Regions from separate parts of the Zea mays genome. Here region 1 is linked to region 2. The links are chromatin contacts, called in public Hi-C maps. All regions are on one chromosome and are shown on one strand. Each heading gives the region's core, a stretch centred on a gene start, on an enhancer-like site or on the middle of the called end of the contact. The rest is flanking DNA. Distances are from core to core; before and after follow the strand shown.

Evidence for each region. Hi-C and Micro-C count contacts between places; a contact is called where the count stands out from the background.
Region 1: a Hi-C map of leaf shows a contact between it and region 2, with 4 times the contacts expected there. The contact joins the promoter of LOC103633148 here to the enhancer-like site in region 2. A contact is called at or near these places in 3 of 25 Hi-C or Micro-C datasets (endosperm, leaf and tassel).

The regions. Positions count from the first base shown.
Region 1 is chr1:29,682,058-29,686,949 of Zm-B73-REFERENCE-NAM-5.0, reverse strand. It overlaps LOC103633148 (probable inactive poly [ADP-ribose] polymerase SRO3), which reads left to right and starts at 3,412. Exons shown (of 4, transcript XM_008654828.4): 1 at 3,412-4,535. The coding sequence starts at 3,724.
Region 2 is chr1:29,593,248-29,598,106 of Zm-B73-REFERENCE-NAM-5.0, reverse strand. No RefSeq gene overlaps it. Among protein-coding and RNA genes, the nearest start is that of LOC100193486, 41 kb to the right of the region's middle. Within about 2 kb of position 2,891, at least 12 of the 20 cell types and tissues checked have an H3K27ac peak or open chromatin away from gene starts, as enhancers often do. A contact at or near this core is called in endosperm and leaf, where this site is marked.

The sequences.
Region 1 (4,892 bases), core at 2,163-4,662, 88 kb before region 2:
AAAAAGACAATCCCTACACTTGTTGGTTACGTTTCTTTATCTACTAGCTAATTGTTTGTGGGTAAAACAGACTGTTTACTATATTTTATACATATATTAGTCAAGATTCCAAACATACCTTGGCTAATTATTATCTACTGGCAAATAATTAGCCAAGAGATTCTATATAGGGCCTTAGATCATGTTCCAAATCTCTATAACTAATAGTTAATTAGTTAGTTAATAAGTTATTAGCTAGAATAGCTAGCTAGCTAATAGATTATTCTTACGAACTAATTGTTCTTACTACCCCTGGCTCCCTTCTATGCTTTAAGTCATATTTAGCAACATAACATGGTTACTTGTACGAATATTCTAGAAAATTGAAATGAATTCAAAATTTCAAATTACCTGGCTTACCTGTGCAGGCGTGCAGCGGTGGTGGCGACAGCTCCTTTGCTTGCGAGGATGAGTTCCAGAAAGAATGGGGTATATATGGTGGGTAGTGGGGGGTATTTTATACTTTAACCATCTATTAGATGAAATTAGCTGGCTTGAGATAGTGAACGAACGGTTAGTTGGGGTGTAGCTAATAATTAGTTGGCCTATTAGCTTATCCATTCTATACTCCCCTAGCTAATTTAAGTTGGTAATTGTTACTCCCCCGGTCCAAAAATATTGGTCGTTCTTATCTTTTATATGAGTCAACCGTTCTTAACTTTGATCAAATATACATAAGAAAGTGTTAGTATTTATAGTATATAATTAGTATCATTAGATAGATATTTAAATTAATTTTTTAGTAAAATTATTTGGAGATACCAATATAGCTAATATTTTTTTTATAAAACTAGTTAAACTTAAGAAAGTTTTAGCAACACGAATACCATGGCGACAAACATTTGTGGACGGAAGAAGTGGTTTTATAGAGGGTGTTTGGTTTGCCCCTGCTAAAATTTAGCCCCTATCACATCGAATGTTTGAACCTTCGTTCGGGTTATTAAATGTAGTCGGATTATAAAACTATTTTCTCAGCCGAAGATTAAAAAGTGAGACGAATCTAGTACAGTTGGTTGAGTCTATATTTCATACTTCTATTTGAAAGTCAAACGCTTGATGTGACACGGGCTAAACTTTAGTCCACAGAACCAAACACCCCCATAGTATTGGTGCAAGGGCATCATAGGCGTGCCATGATAATGAGGTATTGAGGTGTATATGCTTAATTAATAATAATCTTAAAATAATTCGCAAAAATACTATAATTAAATATACGGACTCAATCGTATTAATGGATGTAGGGTTAGCTTAGGCCCTAAGTTTGTGCCACGTCCGTCCGAGCTATACATGGGCCAGCAGGCTGCCACCAGTCTATGAAGGCCGGCGTGTGCGTCGTGCGCGCGTGGACTGGACGGTTGATCGAGAGTTCGAGACTGAGAGGATCGCGCGGTCGGTTTGCAGTGGACTTGTTGTTAAACAACTACCCTAGCTAGGTCGCCGACGGCCGACCTGGGATTTCATCCAGTTTCCGCCGTACAAAACTGAAGGGTGCTCCGCTGGTATATCCCCCTCCGCCCCGCCCCCTGATTTGTGCCTTGCGTAGTGTACGGTGTACCACGCGCGTTGACGCGCCAAGTTTTTGCTTCCTTTTCCTTTAATAAAAAAAAAATGAAGGGATCGAGTGTAGAAGCAAGCAGGGCTTGCGTCACGAGGTCTCCAAAATATCCCACGGCGAATGGATAGAACGAACCCGATAAGAATAGCAACAAATATGAAATATCTGCTTGCCGCGCCATGCAGCCTCCCGAGAGGCTGGAACACTGCACGCTAGCCGCGCCCGCGCAGGTAGGTGGTGGATCGTGGATGGAAATGGAACACGGGAGATGCACACCTTGCAGGGCTCGTTCCCAGGATTGGTCGCGGCCTCATCGCAATCAGCTACGGCCGGATCGAGTATGCAGCTCAGTTTTCCGTGGTACTACTCCTAGCACTCCCAACTTGCAGGTGGGCGAGGAAGAAAAAAGCAAGTTAATAATCGTTTTCATTGATGATAAGGCAGGCAGCCGGCAACAAGTTGATGACCATCGCTCACATGTGCTGGGCCACGATAACGAGGCATTAGTACAACTGGTACGCACGCGACCAGAAGCTCGCCGATGAAATAGCTTGACCACCACGGAGCAGAGCTAGCAAATTCGTATCCAAGTACTCCTACTCAGAGAGAGAGGGGCAACGCGAGGGCACAAGGTCAGCTTCTGCTCTACCAGGCACTGACCGCGGCGCGGCGGCGCCCCACGGAAGCCTCGTCACATGGATGTGCTTGCGTCTCAAGAAGCAGTCGCGCGGCGCGGAGAGCCTTCCGCGTCAAGGAAAAACTGCCCAGGCGCTCGTGGTGGCGTCTGGCTGCAGGGGATCCGGAGTGAAAGGAGCGCGCCGTTTCGTGCGACGAACCCAAACCCAAACCCAAACCTGACATGCAAGCAAACACGGCCGCAGGGCCGCTCAACTGATCAGTCTCAGGCCAGCCAGGGCAAATCCGGTACTGCCAGGTCATGTCACAGGCGGTTGGAGTACAACGCCCGGAATGTTTTCGTACGGATGGATATGTGACTATGTGAGTGCCTGGAAATCCAAATTATCTGAGCTTGTATTCACTGGAAATGCTAATATAGATATCCATTTAAACCATTTAAAACTTATTTTTACCACTAATTACTAATTACAAAATGATTTTAATATTGATACAAGAAAAATGATATACACCATTCAAAATATTTTTTAAAAAAATACCAAATAAATAATCATATCTTTATCTATATCTCTACTACTATAAGTATCAATTTTAATGGTCGTCCTCGCATGCATTTATTCGAAATCAACCGACAGTTCCACCGTCTTGCGTCACGTGCGAAGCCTGTCTTTTGCATGTGCAACCAACCATACAACCGCCTTGTACGCTGATATTTTATCGAATATATTATCACATATTAGCAAGATCAAATGACTAATGGATAAACAATTTGTTAACTCTCCCACTAACAATTATTCAACTTATTAGCAAGCCTGTTTGGAGTTCAAGATGATAAAACTAGCCGACAAATTATTTGCCGGATGGATCCAAACAAACCCTAAAACTAATTACAAAGGCAAGACAAATCTATTAAATCCAATTAGTCAATGATTTACCCGTATAATGCTATAATAAACATTAATTATAAATTAGTTAGATTTAATAAATCTGTCTCTATTTAATCTTCACAAATATAACTATTTTTTATAATTAAATTATATTTAATATTTGTAATTGATATCTAAACATTAGATACGGTACATACTAAAATTTAATCGAGAAAACCAAAGACCACCGGTAACATCCGTGTTCACATCATGCAAAACTGCTCCACACAGCAGATCTTCCGGCAAAACGGTTGCGAGGCTAAACTGGACATTTCTAGACTTCTCTACCAAGTCATATCTCATATCCCCCGAAACAGTCAGGGGCTGAGGGAGGCGCCGCCTGGGTGGAGTGGAGAGCTGGAGGCAGATCGAAATAAAGAGCACCTTCCGAACCGACGTCCTCGCCAACGTCGTCTCAAACGTGCCCCTCACGAGACCGTCCTCCAAAATCCTGAAACCTATATAATTCCCGCTCCATCACCGGCCGGACGCCTGATCCGAGCCCCTGAGTCCTGATAGTACACGACAGGCACCGCAGCAGACCGGCCGGACTCGGCGCCAAGCGCGATGGATTTGTCATCCGACGACGTGAAGGCGGCGAACATGCGGCCTGCGGTTGCTGCTGCCGACGGCACGTCGACGCTTCTGCGGGGTTGGCGGGAGTTCATGCGGAGCGGCGCGCCGGCGAGGTTCCTCTGTTATGAGGACGGCAAGTGGATCGGTATCACCGGAGAGGCGGTGCCGCAGCTGCGCCAGGCGTTCCAGGAGAGGAGGGCGATGGCCGATGCTTCGTACGGGGGCAAGGCGTACCTGTTCGACTTCCTCCGCATGATCAGGATCGACGAGGTCACCGGCGAGGAGACCGGGCTGGCGTGGATCGACGACCGCGGGGACTGCTTCTTCCCGGCGCCCGACTGCGGAGGGAGGAAGCGCAAGAGGGACGACGAGCCGGCGGAGGACGAGGCCGAGTCATCCTCGGGCGTGGACGTGCGCTCAGGGGAGAGACACGGCGTGGACGCCAAGAAGATGAAGGCATGGGAGAACGCGGCGGTGAGGCTCGAGGAGAACGACATGTACTACCAGGTCGTCAGCAAGCTATTCCTCAGCTATGGGATGGCGCAACGCGGCGCGGCGATCACGGAGGTGCGCAAGATCGCGCCCGGCGCGAGGACCGTGGCGTTCCGGGAACAGGGGCAGCGCCTCGCCTACGCGCGCTGCACAGCCACCGGCACCGCCAAGTTCGCATGGTACGGCGCCTCGGAGGACGACGTGGCCGCCGTCGTCGAGCGAGGATTCGTGAGGAACAACGCGCCAAGGCTGGGCGCGCGCAAGCACGGCGACGGCGTTCATCTTTCGCCGGCGCAGTGCCCTTACACGAGGTGAGTTCTGAGCTGGTTTTGGCATTCCGATTCAGATAAATCTGGACTTCGCAATTTTGATCGATCCCGAGCTGAGTTGTAGTATAATTTGCCTAGTTGCCAAGATTCCCATTTCTTTTACTTGCATATATATATATATGAAGCTGCATCGATTTTGCCGGGTGAATTTGTAAGAATCTTGCACATAGTTCCTCTTCTATCTAGCCCGCTGATTGGTAAATATATCAAACTAGAGCGAAGTTCATAGTCTTTTTGCCATATATTCCTGTTGTTTTTATTTGGGATTATAATCTGCTCAGATCTTAAACCCTAAACAAACATGCCCTAGATGTGTTTATTTCATAAGTTAGATTATGG
Region 2 (4,859 bases), core at 1,642-4,141:
CACGCAACGGACGAGGAGAAGAGCACCGACAGGTGGGCCCTCGGTGCACACAGAGAGAGGGGGGAGCGGGCGCGCGGTTATGAGCGACAGTGCCGATAGGGTGGGCCTGTGGGAAGGGAGACAGCGCCTGCGCAGGGCCACACGAGCGCACGCGGGATGAGCCCTAGCAGGTGGGGCCAGTCGGTCAAGGGGGAGGCGGAAAGTGCGGGCGCGGAGCAGGCCGCTCGATGGGCCAGAAGGTCGGTTGGAAGAGGGGCGTGGGCTTCTTTTTATTTTTCTTTTATTCTGAATTTTTTCTCCTTTATCTTCTCTTTTGCTTTTGAATTTCGAACCCAAAGTGTACTTCACAAATTTCAAAGAGAGGTGCATCAAGCATATGCATCAAACAAAAAAATTGAGGTTCAGCATGATGCAACACTTCATTCTCCCTTGGGATTTTGTCTTCTAAGATATAATTACATCTCCAAGAAAATAGTTCTTCCTCTAAAGAAATTGAAAAAGGGAAACTAGGACAGGAGGAGGAAAGAGGAGTAACACCTGAATTTTGTGGATATCAGCAAAGAAATTATATATCCCTAAATTCAGGGTGTTACAAATTACAATGCGAAGGTAAGGGAAATATAACTTTGTAGGCAGCGCGGTTCAATTCTCTCTAGACAAAAACATGTGTCCAATGCATAGCTATGTTCCTCTATTTATTGTTGTGAGGTAGAACTTCGTAAAAAATACAATCAAGCCCTCAAACCTATACATATAAGCTAATGAGTAGAATAAGGGCACCAGTGTCTTTTACTCTCGTAATCTTGCTAAACAAGTCTTGATGACCCTGCCTTGCTTTGTCCAGCTTCTTCATTGCTTGTGTATGTCGTTGATCCGAAGCCCATGGCTTCACTTTTCAAGCGGTAATAATCAAATAATAGCTCTAGACGATGGTATCCTTCGACATTGATAGAGCTGACCCTCGCGGTTTTATGGGCGTGTGTGGCTAGGGGTTCAGGAATATGGCATGGGGCATGTGGGCCCATAGTGATCACATGGCATGACATATGACAATACTGGACACAGAGACGTGGCCAAGAGGGGAGGTTCCTGTCTTGGGGTCCAATGCTTAATAGAACTGATAGAGTACTTATACCAACAAGATGCATCTTTTTCGGAAGCCTATCTTGAAAAAACCTTCGAGTTAAACGTGCTTGGTTCAGAGCAATCTTGGATAGGTGACCGACCAGGATGCTTTCTCGGGTACGCGTGAGTGAGGACAAAGTGAGCACAAAAGACTCGTGTTGGTCTGTGATGGTGGTATATGATATCTACATGACTACTAGGAGTAAGTACCGTCGGTCCATGAGTGGATGGAGTTTTACATTAGGTTATCCCTTTGACACAAAGCGATGACAAAAGTGTAAGAGAGGTGACATGCATAAGTAGGCATGTTCCACATGAGGAGCTGGGCCACAATACACCATAAAAGGCTTTCACCGTTGAACTAGAGAATCACTGTTAGTTCATGGCTTGAATTGCCAATGACAGACTTTTGTGCAAAAAACTTTAGAACTTTACTATAAGATGGGATCAAGAAAAACTTTATATCAGAACTATAGAGTTTAAAGAGATCTAAAACTTTTTAGTTGATATCTTTTAATTTGAGATGGTTTATAAGTCAAAATATCAAATATAAGCTTTTAGATTAGATCTAAGATGAATAACAATGTAAAATGAAGACAAAGTCAACATCAAACTTGTAGCATTTGAAGAGATCAACAACTCTGTAGTTGATAACTTTTTCATTTAAGATTGTTTGGATAACTTTTATATTTAAGATCATTTGGAGTGTCAAATATATATACAATATAAGATTTGAAATTATGTAGTTAAAAGAACAACTTTAGTTGTATAGTCACATATGTTATATAGCTCAGTTGGTTTATGCATTTGATGGAATATAAAAGTTGAGGTCTTGAATCTAAATCCTACAAAACCTCGCTGAGCAGCACAATGCACACCGGCAGTGATGAACTTGCCCACGCGGGGTGTCACACGACCTCGCCAAGCAGCACAATGGACACCATTCAGCTTTTATCTTTGTGAGAAACTGATCATAAGTAAAAAAAAAACAAATATGATCAATCATGGCCTGTAGTGCGGTAGAGTGCATTGGGTAGTAGGCCTAAAACCATCACGTCACTAGTGAGGGTCTTAAAAATTCTTCTGAAAGGCTTGAGGTGCCGGCGCAATAACAGCGCCGATCAGTGACTACACTTGAGGCAGTAGTGGCTCCAACACAACATTATGATGAATCTAGTGATATCTTTGAGAGAGAGAAAAAACAACCTAGCTTTTAACCTGTATTGAAATGTACAAGATGATTCAAAGTTTAAACTCAAAAGTGGTTTGGAAAGTGATTTTTATTGAGAAATGGAGCTCACCAATTGAAACGAAGACTAGCCTTGAATTGACATTGACAAAAACTGTGCAGGCATGGGATGTGTAAGAAGGCAAGAAGCCAAGAAAATAAATCGACGATAGCTACGCTGAATTTGTGGCGACGGATGCGATCTAGAGAGAAAACAAATACAATCAAACAAAGGAAAAAGTTGTTTGTAAGAAATCAACTTCAATAAAAAAAATTCCAAATGTTATAATGGAAAACCTTAGCTGTCAAGCAAATATTCCAATCAGCTATACGATCTATGATGATGTACCATGTGTGCACTGAAGTTTTTTTTGCATAGTATATTTCTTCTGATGAGACATCCGATAATCTCTCATCACACAAAAAAAAAAATTGAAGCACAGACAATCCAGACATGCATTTGCACGAGGTTGATGAGATCATCTTCATCCCTCGCTCCAAAGGAATGGATGGATGCGCCGCCCCCACTTCAGGATATGAAATCATTGTGGGCGCCACCATATCTGGTATCATCTGACAAGTCAGCCGCTGGCGCCACCGCCACTGCCTTGCTTCATCCAGCGGTTTCTGTTTTTATTTGTCCACCTGTCTTTCTTTCCTTTCGGTTGATTTGCATGGATGGATGTATATCGTTTGGCTGAAGAAGTTTTCTTTCATTTGTTTAGAATAATTAATCAATCACGTAGCTATAGGACTAGTAACTCTCATGTCTACCGGCTTGCACTGATGATACGAGCGGTGGCTAGTATATAGCATGGTGCTCATCAACAGCTCAATGATACTGTACTGCTCATCAGTCTACAACAACCGGAAAAGCTCGTCAATCAATAGCTGTTGTATTCTGATGAGCTGATGCGCCTTGTACACAAACCACTGGTGACTTATATATATCTCGAGGAGGTCTTTTTTTCAACTGTTGTAGATCGATGAGCTTTTTTTTTTTTGAAAAATTGACTAACATATTCTGCGTCTTAGAATATGCTTTGTTAACTGCTTACTCCGTTCATTTTTATTTGTCACGGTTTAATTTAAAAATGAACTAGCGAGCGACAAATATTCGAGACCGGATGTAAGTATATATAACAACCATGGGTGCCTGAAGTTGATCTCAACAAATTAAAGGCGCTCCGTATTCTCATGGTCATTTCTCTGAAATTTCTAGCAATGCAACTTGCTTAGACCCAGGAAAGGAATCTACTAGTTCTAAAAGAACCTGTGCGTGTAATTTTCTCAGTTTTCGTAGGACCGGGTCGTATTCATAAAGTAGTAGAGCACTCGATCCTTATAAAAAACGAGGGGAACAAAATGGGTCATTCCCTACTACTTTATATGCCTGGATTTTGCACCAGCTCATCTAGGCCAGGGCCGGATGCACGTTCAGCGGCTGTACAGGGCTCGGAGACCGACCGTAGAACCAGCCAGCTGACGTCGGACTACCGGTGAATGGCGATCGGCGGCGACGACGACGCCGACGTGTAGCGAATCATCGTCTGACACACGGCCGGCGCACCCCGCACGCCCGCGCTTTTTTTACCGCTTTTGTCTCTCCCACCGGCGCCGGTGGCTGTTTCGTTGTCGGCTAATCATGTCATCATTACTAGATTTTCTTCCTTTGGTTGGGAGGTCGTGGCTTCCAAGTCAATGCATATCTCCACGGGGTTTAGACCATGCCCCGTGATGATTGATGATTAGGGAGAGCTAGATAGCGAAGGGTGGCGAGAGCTCGAGTAATCAATAATTAACGAGGATAGATCACGGATAGAACCGTTTGTTTATACTACTACTCTATAGAGAGAGACACTCGTACACAAATATGTACTTGAGATCATACACAATATTTGCCACACGGTATGGGTGTTTTCATATACTAATCCATATTTGACCTTAATTATTAGCTTGTCAAAAATCTGGGCACATCTATGACGAGGACTACTTCTACACAATTCAACATCGACCGGTCACTCATGTGCGTGGTCCCACAGGGACACTGATACGCTGTATCGTTCACAGGACACCACAGAGATTTGTACTTCAGTTTTTAGTTTATGTATGTTTCTATATTTTTGCCTTGATAGACTTTTATCTTACTCGGGAGTATGTTGTCGGTGCCCTTTATGAAACTGCAAGACCAGAGGGCGCTTGTCACAGAAATCATCTACAGTTATAACTATCGTTGTTGCACGCGCGCCTACTTCAATAAGGTCAGTGACGAATCTCCAGAAGATTTGATAAGATCTCTTTTAACCGTGGCAAAGAATGTAAAAAGTTGAAACGTGAGAAAACTGCGAAACGGGGTTGTAACTAATTTCCACACCAAAATTCAAAGTCGTCCATGGTTTGCTACTTGTGGAATCAAAACATTCTTTTTTGTACAAGTTAAGTGTATAAACACACTCGGACCTCGTTTGACCACCCTTCAGTGTGCTCGCTCCGCCAGCTCCAGCTC